Linked DNA regions of Ovis aries: region 1 is linked to region 2. The links are chromatin contacts, called in public Hi-C maps. All regions are on one chromosome and are shown on one strand. The core of a region is the stretch at or near the end of the contact, and the rest is flanking DNA. Distances in the headings are between cores, read along the strand shown.

What was found. Hi-C and Micro-C count contacts between places; a contact is called where the count stands out from the background.
Region 1: a Hi-C map of omental adipose tissue shows a contact between it and region 2, with 2.7 times the contacts expected there. The contact joins two enhancer-like sites. A contact is called at or near these places in 11 of 16 Hi-C or Micro-C datasets (blood, hypothalamus, liver and 5 more).

The regions. Positions count from the first base shown.
Region 1 is chr7:12,685,867-12,690,682 of ARS-UI_Ramb_v3.0, forward strand. LOC132660155 (a long non-coding RNA gene) reads left to right here. Exons shown (of 4, transcript XR_009601411.1): 3 at 1-4,686. Among named protein-coding and RNA genes, the nearest start is that of TRNAQ-CUG, 30 kb to the right of the region's middle. Within about 2 kb of position 3,270, at least 16 of the 54 cell types and tissues checked have an H3K27ac peak or open chromatin away from gene starts, as enhancers often do.
Region 2 is chr7:12,524,810-12,529,588 of ARS-UI_Ramb_v3.0, forward strand. SLC24A1 (solute carrier family 24 member 1) reads left to right here. Exons shown (of 10, transcript XM_060418870.1): 4 at 278-386; 5 at 4,156-4,242. Among named protein-coding and RNA genes, the nearest start is that of SLC24A1, 41 kb to the left of the region's middle. Within about 2 kb of position 1,817, at least 7 of the 54 cell types and tissues checked have an H3K27ac peak or open chromatin away from gene starts, as enhancers often do.

The DNA.
Region 1 (4,816 bases), core at 2,020-4,519, 160 kb after region 2:
ATCCTGTACTCCTTGACTTTTTGCCCTTGTGCAAACCAACCATGTGGGAAAGCCTCCCTTGCAACTGTTTGGTGTCATTTCAGGGGCTCCGAAGAGCTCTGGTACCATAGTTCTTTATGTTGCAATGCAGAAGAGAATTCAGTGAGAGGCGAAGTGACAGATTAGAACTGGGGGGTTTGGCGGGGCAAGAAGGGTGGACAAGAAATGCCACAACCTGAGAACTTACTGGACTACATTTTTATAATCAAAGGAGAAGCAGAAAGGGGGAGAACTTCTTTGTCTTTTTGAGTAGAGATCATGCTTCCATTCATCTGTTCCCCCTCAGGTTGGGTAGGGGAGTTTTCTTGTCCTTACATAATCAAGCAAGGTCCACAAATTACTGTTTTTTATGTGTGCAGAAAGCATGTCCTAGCGATCATTAACTTATTGAGCTCACTGGACAGTATGTGGGTTTCATGCGACCATTGTTTTATTGTTTGGGGGCACGGCTAGTGCTTCTGCTGCATGGTTTTGTTGCTAAGCGAGCCTGATGGTTTTGTGGCTAGGGAAACCTGCTTTCTTGAATAATCATTAACTTACAGAGGTCTCCTATATATTTTCTACTTACAATCCCCTAGTGGGATTAGCTATTTAGTCACCTATTTTGCTCCTTTACTCTGTCCCTATCACCCTTGCTTACATAAATTCTTGTTGCCCTTCCCCCTCTGACTTCAGTTAGCAGCATCCATTTTATTCCATTGCTTCAGACACTTTTGGAAGGTCATAGTGTTTAGATCAGGGGTGGTCAATCCATGACCCAAGTGAGGCCCCAGCAGGAGACATTCTTAGAGAATTTTCCACATTAGATTAATTGGTACTGATGCCAAAAGCTCAACCTCTATGCACCGGTGGTGAATCGAATCTCAGAAACAGAGATGTGGTTGAAGAAGAAAATAGTAGCTTTGCTTTGCCAAAGTGGGGATAACAGTGGGCTTATGCCTCAGAAACTGTGTGTCCCAACCAGGAAGGATTTGGTGAGGAATTTTATAGCAATGGTTCAAGGGCAGGGTTGCTGATTAGATTTGGGTGTGTGCAGGGCCTGTACTCCTTTAATCTGGCCTCAGGTCATTTCTTGGTGAGTTTCTCTGGTTCTTTTTTTTTTTTTTTTTTTTGTCATACCACACAGCTGGCAGGGTGTCAGTTCCCTAGCCAAGGAAGGGCTCTGAAAACCAAGTAGAAGTTGCCTTTTTGTAAGAAATATTTACATTTGTAAGGGAAATCTCCCCCTTCTCTGTGGAAGAACCCCAAACTCTAGAGACCATGGTGGGAAGGCAACTTAAATCTGCACCACTTTACTGTGCGTTTCCTGTTAACCTTCCAAAACTGACTCTCCCTACCCTAAACATCTTTTGTCTTTAGTTGAAGAAGTTATTTAAAATGAGGCCATTTTGGTGAGTTATTCAATTTTCCTGGGTGCCGCCCACATATTTGTGTAAGTAAACTTTACATGATTTTCTCCTGTTAATCTGTCTCATGTAAATTTAACTCTTAGACTAGCAAAACATCAGGGTTTAGAGCAGAGAAAGGCAGCTTATTGCAGGGCCAAGCAGGAGAATGGGCAGCTTGTACTTAGAAAACCTGAACTCCCCAGTGGGCAAAATTTGGGATGAGGGTTCTTCTCAAAGAAAGTTGTGTGACTTTCTTCTGGTTGGTTGGTGGTGAGGTTAACAAGGTGGTTGTTCTAGGAATCTTGTGCTCAACCTGAAGATACCCTCTTCCACCTGGGTTCCTGCAGGAGAACTCAGAGATGTTGTTATATGTTTCTTCAAAAGGACAAGGACCTTACCCCTGCGCTGTTGTTTTTTGTTGGTTAGTTTGTTTTGTCATGCCACGGGCATGCGGGATCTTAATTCCCTGAGCAGGGATGGAACCGCCTGCAGCGGAAGCAGGCAGACCTAACCACTGGGCATCCAGGGAAGTCCCTGCATTTTTGTTTCTTGACTGCTCCTCCGCTGTTTCTCTGTTCCCTCTCCTCCCTGATTAGCAACCGTTTGAATCATCCCTTTGGAACTCACCAAAGGTCTAGGGCACTGAATGAAGCCTATATCCTACAAACAAGAAACATGAAGGGTTTGTACCCAGAAGAGCCCCACAGTGTCTTGCTTAGTTTCAGTTTGTTTCCGCTTTCTGGCCATTGTGAATAATGCCTCTATGCATGCATGCTGAGTCACTCAGTCATGTCTGATTCTTTGTGACCCCACAGATTGTAGTCCCCCGGGCTCCTCCATCCATGGGATTCTCCAGACAAGAATACTGGAGTGGGTAGCCATTTCGACCTCCAGGGGGTCTTCCCTGACCCAGGGATCAAACCCAGATCTCCTGCACTGCAGGCAGATGAGTTAATTCTAAGTTATAAAATTTCTTCAGATATGTTCTTGGGGTCTGTGATTTCTCAAATCTGAGAAATACTGCCCCAGGATGATTCCACTGCTTAATAAATAAGCGGATTAGGTCACACAGTTAAAGGAAGCTTCTATGATTCATAGCACAAGCTTGCTGTCTTTCTTATCTGTGGAAAGTGAACATTTTGATTTAGGGTCTTCCCAAGTTACTTGGGGGCTCCCCAGGTGGCTCAGTGCTAAAGAATCTGCCTGAGACGCTGGTTTGATCTCTGAGTCAGGGAGATCCACTGCAGGAGGATCTGGAGTGGCAACCCACTCTAGTATTCTTGCCTGGAGAATCCCATGAACAGAGGAGCCTGGCAGGCTATAGCCCATAGGGTTGCAAAGAGTTGGACACGACTGATTGAGCACATGCATATGTGCGTGCGCACGCGTGCGCGCGCGCACACACACACACACACACACACACACACACACACGGTATCTGTTTTGTTCCTGAATGACAAAACCCACCATTAGCAGTGAGGTTAACTCTTAACTAATAACTCTTGTGCATGTTGATCCAGTCCAGATGCTTGGCAGCTTTCAGTTCTCCAAACTTTTGGCCTGAATACTGGTAATATTTCCTCCGGCTGAAAGTCAGCAGAAAGAATCACCTGGCCAAACATCCCCATTCAGTCTGCTTCAGTCTCTTTTCTTCCAGTGCATCCCAGGGGAGCTCTCTGGACAAACAAAGCTTGTTGACCCAGTTTGAAGGCCTGGAAAATTATCATGTGAGTCACTGGGACAGCAGAGCTAAGTGCCAGGCCCTTGAGAAACTATAAGCACAGCCCTCCAGGGTCATTTGTGTCCCAGTAGGATGTGATCTGGAATCCCATAGAGGCCTGCCTCTTTTCACCCAGCTGCTCCTCCCAGAAGTTTCCAAGCTCCTTGGCTCTGTGTATGGAGCTGCAGGGGCCCATTCCTGTTTTTTTTCCCAGCAGGCTTTGGCTCCAGCCATTCAGAGAGCAACAGCTCAGTTGTAGAAAACCAAAACAAACCCAGATACTTAGAGGAAGACATGCAGTGTTGTTTGGAGCAAGGCCACAGGCTCTCTCAGGGAAGGAAGTGCTGAAGCAGCTGTAAAAGTTTCAAATTGAAGACCAAGAATCCAGAGGCAGTATTTAAAAAAAATATACAAGTGAGGCGGGGCCTTGAAAGAGGGCTTCTAAATTATCTAAGGAGTGTTTTATAATGTTCTGAAGATGTTACTTCCTAAGTTACAGGAAGAGCTGGAGAAACATAGTCAGCAAAGCAATGTGTGGGTAACTGTTACATTTAGATGGGGTGGATAATTTATAGTGAAAGGTTGTTGTTGAGCCATGAAAGACTGAGGTTCTTGGCCTCTGGAGGAGAGAAATTCAATCTGGGGCCAGTGACGAGGCTTGATCGCCCAGAGCTTTTGTGTAATAAAGATTTATTAAAGTATAAAAGAGATAGAGAAAGCTAAAGAGTGCCAAAAGCTTTGCTGGTCCTCAAATAACTCTCCCATGGGTATAAAGAACTGCTGGGGAGGGGTGAGTACCAAGGTTGGGGCTTCCAAATCCCCAGTATAGCTCAAGAACAAAGGAGTAGGGGTCGATAAGAGTAGGGGAGGAGAATGGTCACTAATGGCCTTCATCTTCTCCTAAAAAAAAAAACCAACAACAACATCTTATGTCAAGGCTTATTCTAGAGTCTTAATCATCAGAAGGATGTGGTTTTAACACAGAAGTTGATCCAGAATTGTATAATTGTATAAATTCATGTTTGGTGGGTGTTTTAAGAGGGCGAGTGACGATTACATTATTCCCATTATAGAAATGGCACATGAAGTCTCTCTCCTTCATGGTTTTGGAGGATGAACTTCAATGCCTGGAAGAACTAGAAAAAGGCCATTTGATTACCAAGTTTTTGGTATATTTAGCACCATTACTGTCTTCCCCTCACTTCACTTCTGACTTTCTCCCTTAATCCTTTCTGCTTCTGTCAGATTCTGACATAGCTGGCAAAAATACAGGAAATTTGCAGAAACAGGCTGTTCACTTCCCACCCTGGTGCTGTCACTGCAGATTGCTTCAGAGCTGGTGTCTCCTGGGCTTGGACAAAGTGTCAGGCATCCGTCTTTGTCATCACAATCCGGGTGTCTGCCCTGTGTGCTGGGTACCTTGCAGAGCCGGCAGATCAGCCCCGGGCATGCCCTCTGGGTACTTGGCCTGAAGAGGGGACTGTAGAGACTACTCCGAACTAGACAGTGGAGATAAAAGAGGGGCAGAATCAGGTAAAGGTAAGCATTTCACGTGTTTAACTGAAAGCTTGTAACTCAGGTTGGAACTTGAGCCCACAGTCTTTTGCTTTTTTTAACCTTTTGAAAAAATACTTGTACTTATTTATTCATTTTTGGCTGTGCTGGGTCT
Region 2 (4,779 bases), core at 567-3,066:
CAGGGATGGACCATCCCTCAGGAATGTGGTGTCCTTAATATACATCGTCTGCTCCCTGTCAGGAGCTTGGGGAATGACTTGGTAGGTAGAATTAACCAGTCATGGAAGAGTTGAGGGGAGGCTGAGAAGGGAAGCACTGTAACTCTCCTGTTGAGGTGAAGGGAGAGGGGACGCCAAGATAAGGCTCTGATCTTTACTTTTCACGAGGCCCCCCTGTGGCGCCTCCCCTGGCTCTGACGGGGGCCCAATGAGGCCTGTGCGGCTCTTTCCTGTTCAGCTTTCGTCCATGCTGACCCGAGGGAGCAGCTCGGCCTCTCTGCACAACAGCACCATCCGCAGCACCATCTACCAGCTCATGCTCCACAGCCTGGACCCTCTGGGGGAAGGTAAGCAAGGCCTGCCAGACCTGCGTGGTCTCCCTTCTGAGCTGGACAGAACTGGGGCTTGTGAAGTGCAGAGGCAGTGGAGTGAGGGCGGGAGAGGGTGGGTGGCAAGGGCAGGCCGTCGGGGAAGCCTCACCCAGAGGACCCTGAGGAGCTGAGGCCCTTCGTTACGCACATCCCCCTACCTCCCTGTCTCTTTGTCCCTCCTGTGAAACGAGAGGGTTCATCTGCAGTGAGTGAGGCCGTGAGGGTCGCGTGCCCTGCAGTGGTCTCCATGGGGGCTGCTCTCAGTGACTTCCTGCAAAGCCCACTCCCATGAGTTAGCCTCAGTGTCCCACAGAGTCTCCAGCCAGGTAGTGTGGCCAAGGTTGCTTCTGGGGGCACCTCCTGTGGGCCCCCATGGCTGGAAGTTCTGGCTGGTACCTTCCTTTGCTCTGTATTCAGCTTTGGAGTCCTAGGAAGCTGGCTGACCCCTCCCTCAGCCAGGAATCCCAAAGGACACCCTGAGAGCCAGCAGGACCTCTTCTGGGAGTCATGAGGGTCCAAAGTGCAGTGGAGGCTAAAGTCTAACTTGGCAAATGATAGAAACAGCTGAGAGTCTCACCATCCACCTATCGCATCTCGCCAATTGCCCCGCTTCCTCAGAGAGCCGTCTTGGACACGCTTTGCGGGCCCCAAAGGGCACTCTCAGGTACACTCCTATTCTCTTGGGGTGCCTCTGTCTCTGGGACGCTGGTACAGAACTGGAGCCGGGCAGGAGGCCCATCAGAGAAAGTTGACTTTTGGGTAGAAGCCAAGGAGTGCAGTTGGGCAGGAGGCTGAGGCCTGAGCTGAATGTGACACCAGATACTGACCCGTGAGGCCCAGGGACAGATTTTAGGGGCTTCAGATTTCTCAGACCCTGAAGCATCTTCTTCACATAGGATATTGGTTGTTTAAGACAAGCATATTGTACTGTGTAAAGTAGAGTCAAAAATAAGGTGATCAAACCTTCCCTACAAAATCTTGAAGGAGAGCCTCCACAGACATTGGGAGAGGCCACCCCCATGTCAGCTCCAAAAAAACAGCACCCCTGGGGTTTCGGGGTGCAGTCTACAGCATCAGCCACCTACGGGTGGTCAGTGCTGGGGGTGTATCTGGCCAGGGCACCGTGAAGGAAACTGTATCCCTGGGTTAGGCCTGGCTCTCCTTGTGGAACTGTCGGCTCTAGTAAAGTCCTAAAGATAAAGACTTCATCCTGAATGGGCCTTCAGGGGCCCCTGCCTGAGCCTCTTCCATGACCAGTAGCTGCCCGCTGGCCTACTTGTCCTAACAGGATTATGTGAAGTCCAGGCCGTGTCCAGGCCAGGCCGAGGTCAGAGGAGATTGATACTAAGGAGATGATCCGGCCACACTGAGAGCTGAGAAGCCACGTGAGGAAACAGGCGCTGGGGGAGCCAGTGACAGTCATCCCCGGGAAGACAAGCATGTCTTGTGTGGGTGTGTGGCGGGTGTGCAGCTGCCCTCCCGGAGAAGGTTTGCTGATGTTGCTGGCGTGCGGCCCTGCTCAGAGAAGCCGGCCCTGATCCTGCACCCCAAGAGTCCATCCAGGAGGGGCTGGGATGAAGGCCTTCGTTCCCAGCACTTTCCAGACACGTTTGTGTTTCTGTATGCTATTTTCAGATGGCTGTCCAGATGTTTCTACCCTTTCCAAGTGTTCCAGCTCTTTCCATAGAGCTGATCTGTGGTCTGAACTCTTACCCTGGGCAGGAGCTTTACCTCTCTAGTACCTCATGCTTCTGGTGACTTCACATGGATGTGTGCGTGTGTATATGAAAGAGACGAAGGAACAGAGAAAGGCCCTGAAGCTGACCTGCGTTCCTTAGTGGCGTGGGAAGTGAGAGGTTAGGGCGTGTAATGAAGAAGAAGAAGAAAGAGGGAAACTTGGTTTTCTTGCCAGCCCCTCCAGGCAACAGTCCACAGGTATTCTTGGCACCAGGACAGGGGTCAGGGGAGCCCTTGGAAAAGTTATGTGTTGTTCAGCAGAAGACTGCAGTGCTTGATCAGTGTCCACGGGGGCGCTGGAGCTGTCTGCGTGAGGGAGGCAGTGGGAGTACCCACTTGCTGACATTTCAGTTCTGATGGGACCTGCTGAGCAGGCCCACCGAGACAGGATGCTTCACGGGATCACACGTGCCGGAGTGATGGCTCTGTGGGGGTGGAGCCAGTTGCCAGAGGCAGCTGCAGCTGAACCACCCTGATTGCTCAGGAGACAGGTTGAGAGAAGGAAACTCCAGACCTGCTTCTGCTTCTGGACCCAGGCAGAGTGGATTCCCAAATCTTGAGTGTGCCGGTGTTGTGGACCAGAGGATCTTCGGGGTCCCTTCTAACTCAGAATTAACACACACATTCCAGTGTGCCTCTGGAATGCTGGGCCTCAGCGGCGCAGAATTGCTTCCTGGGTGGAACAGCTGCTCTCAGCGAGTGTTGTCAGCTCATCATTGTTGTCATAGCTAACACTTAGGTAGTATCTTGTAGCTGCCAGGCGCTGATTTAAGCATGTTCGAATATAAATTCATGTATTCCTCCAACAACTCTGTTAAGATTTTATAGGTGAGGAATCTGAGGTACAGAGGATCACCCTGCTGGATCCATAGCTAGCAAGTAGCAGAACTAGGATTCAAACCCAGGCATCCTACTCCAAAATTTAAACTAACATGGCAATATTTAATGCAGCAGTTAAAGTATTTCTGTTTATTTTGTCCCTTGGACCCCCACATCAGTGTTCTGAGTATATCATATTGTTGCTTCTTTAGGGAGGGGACACTGAGGTGTAGCGGGGGTGCACAGGCTTCCCCAGGCCACCCGGCATCCACGGGGCACCAGCCTGGACCCCAGATAGACCCACGGCCTTGCTCTGTCGCCGTGCCCTTGTCCTTGCCCTGCGGCCGGCCCAGCTGTGAGGAGGGCCCTCCTGAGCCCCTGCAGCTCAGGCTCGTGCCTCTCAGCTGAAACCGCAGCGCTTTGCATGTTGCCTGGAACATAGTCATTGAAAGAGAGTTGACTTCCCCATGTTTCTTTTCTGGAAATCAGGACAGCACTGTTCTGTGCATGATGCTCTGTGGACCACCAGCAAAGCATAAGGCGTGCACAGGGGTCTGGAAGGAGGCTCTGCTGGGGTTCCAGGTGTCTGAGGTCGAAAGGAGTGTGACAGGAGCTTGATGGTCCGTCATTTCCCTTTCCCACTGGAGAGGGGGCGCTTATGAGCATAGCCACCAGGAGTGCCCTGGAGCCAGAGCAAAGTAAATTCATAGACGGTAACCTGCAGACCTTACAGGGGTTGCGGGAACACCTCCCTGTCATTATTTCCCCATTCCCTGCCCATCGCGGACATCACCAATGAATCATGGTGCTCTGCAGCCACGCTTGGAGCAGAATTCTCAATTCAGCACTCAGGCAGCCATCGCTTGAGTTCATAAAGGACATAAATACTATTTGTTGCCCCCAAGTCTAACCATGTCATTTTATCAGAAAAGAAACGGGCCTAGAGCGGGGAAGTGACTAGCTGAAGGTCATAGCTAGTTAGTGACAGTGTAGTGAATTTAAGGCAAAACTGTGGGAATTGGGCACTGTGGATAGGCCTACGGGGACCAGAGTCTGCATGTTGCAACTTCCAGGCCAGACTCCTTCCACCCACGTCAGCTGCTCTGGCCGTCAGCTGACCAGGCTAGCTGAAGGGTGTAGCAGGGACACTGCAGTCCTGGATAAGACGTGTTTCCTTTCTCATTCACAGCCCGGCCCTCCAGGGACAAGGAGGAGGAGACCTTGATTCAGGAGGCAAAAGCCACGCCTCAGGCCAAAGCCGAGAGCAGACCAGAAGGTGAGAGGATGGTGAGACCAGTTGGCTTTCTCCTGCCGCCTCCCTCACCCCTGTCACCAGGGTCTGGGCTTGCCTTCTGCCCTCTCTGGGCCAGTCAGCTGGCGTGATGAGCTAGCGCTGCCCCGTGCCCGCTGTCATCTGGCCTCCTCCTTCCACTGTGCTCCCTTCCTGATGTGGCTGCAGGCCCGAGGGCAGCTCTGTGCAGCTCCTTCTGTACCCTCCTCACATAGGGTAGGCAAGGCCTGTTAAGGGTGTTGGACTTCTTTGCTAAATCTTGTCCCAAATGAGAGTCTGTTGGACTCTGTTTCTTCTTCCTGTTGCTTCTACACAAGGACTCTGCTGCTAGGAAATTGGTATGAGACCAGCAGCCCCAGTAATGGAGGGCCGTCAGGGGTCTGGTGACACACAAGTCCAGCATCCGTGTGGCAGCCGGGACGAGGGACTGAGACAGCTCTGCACAGCACCCCAGGCCTGCCTTATCCACCCAGCAGGCAGGTACAGCAGCATTGTTACCACTCTGTAGACAAGGAAACTGAA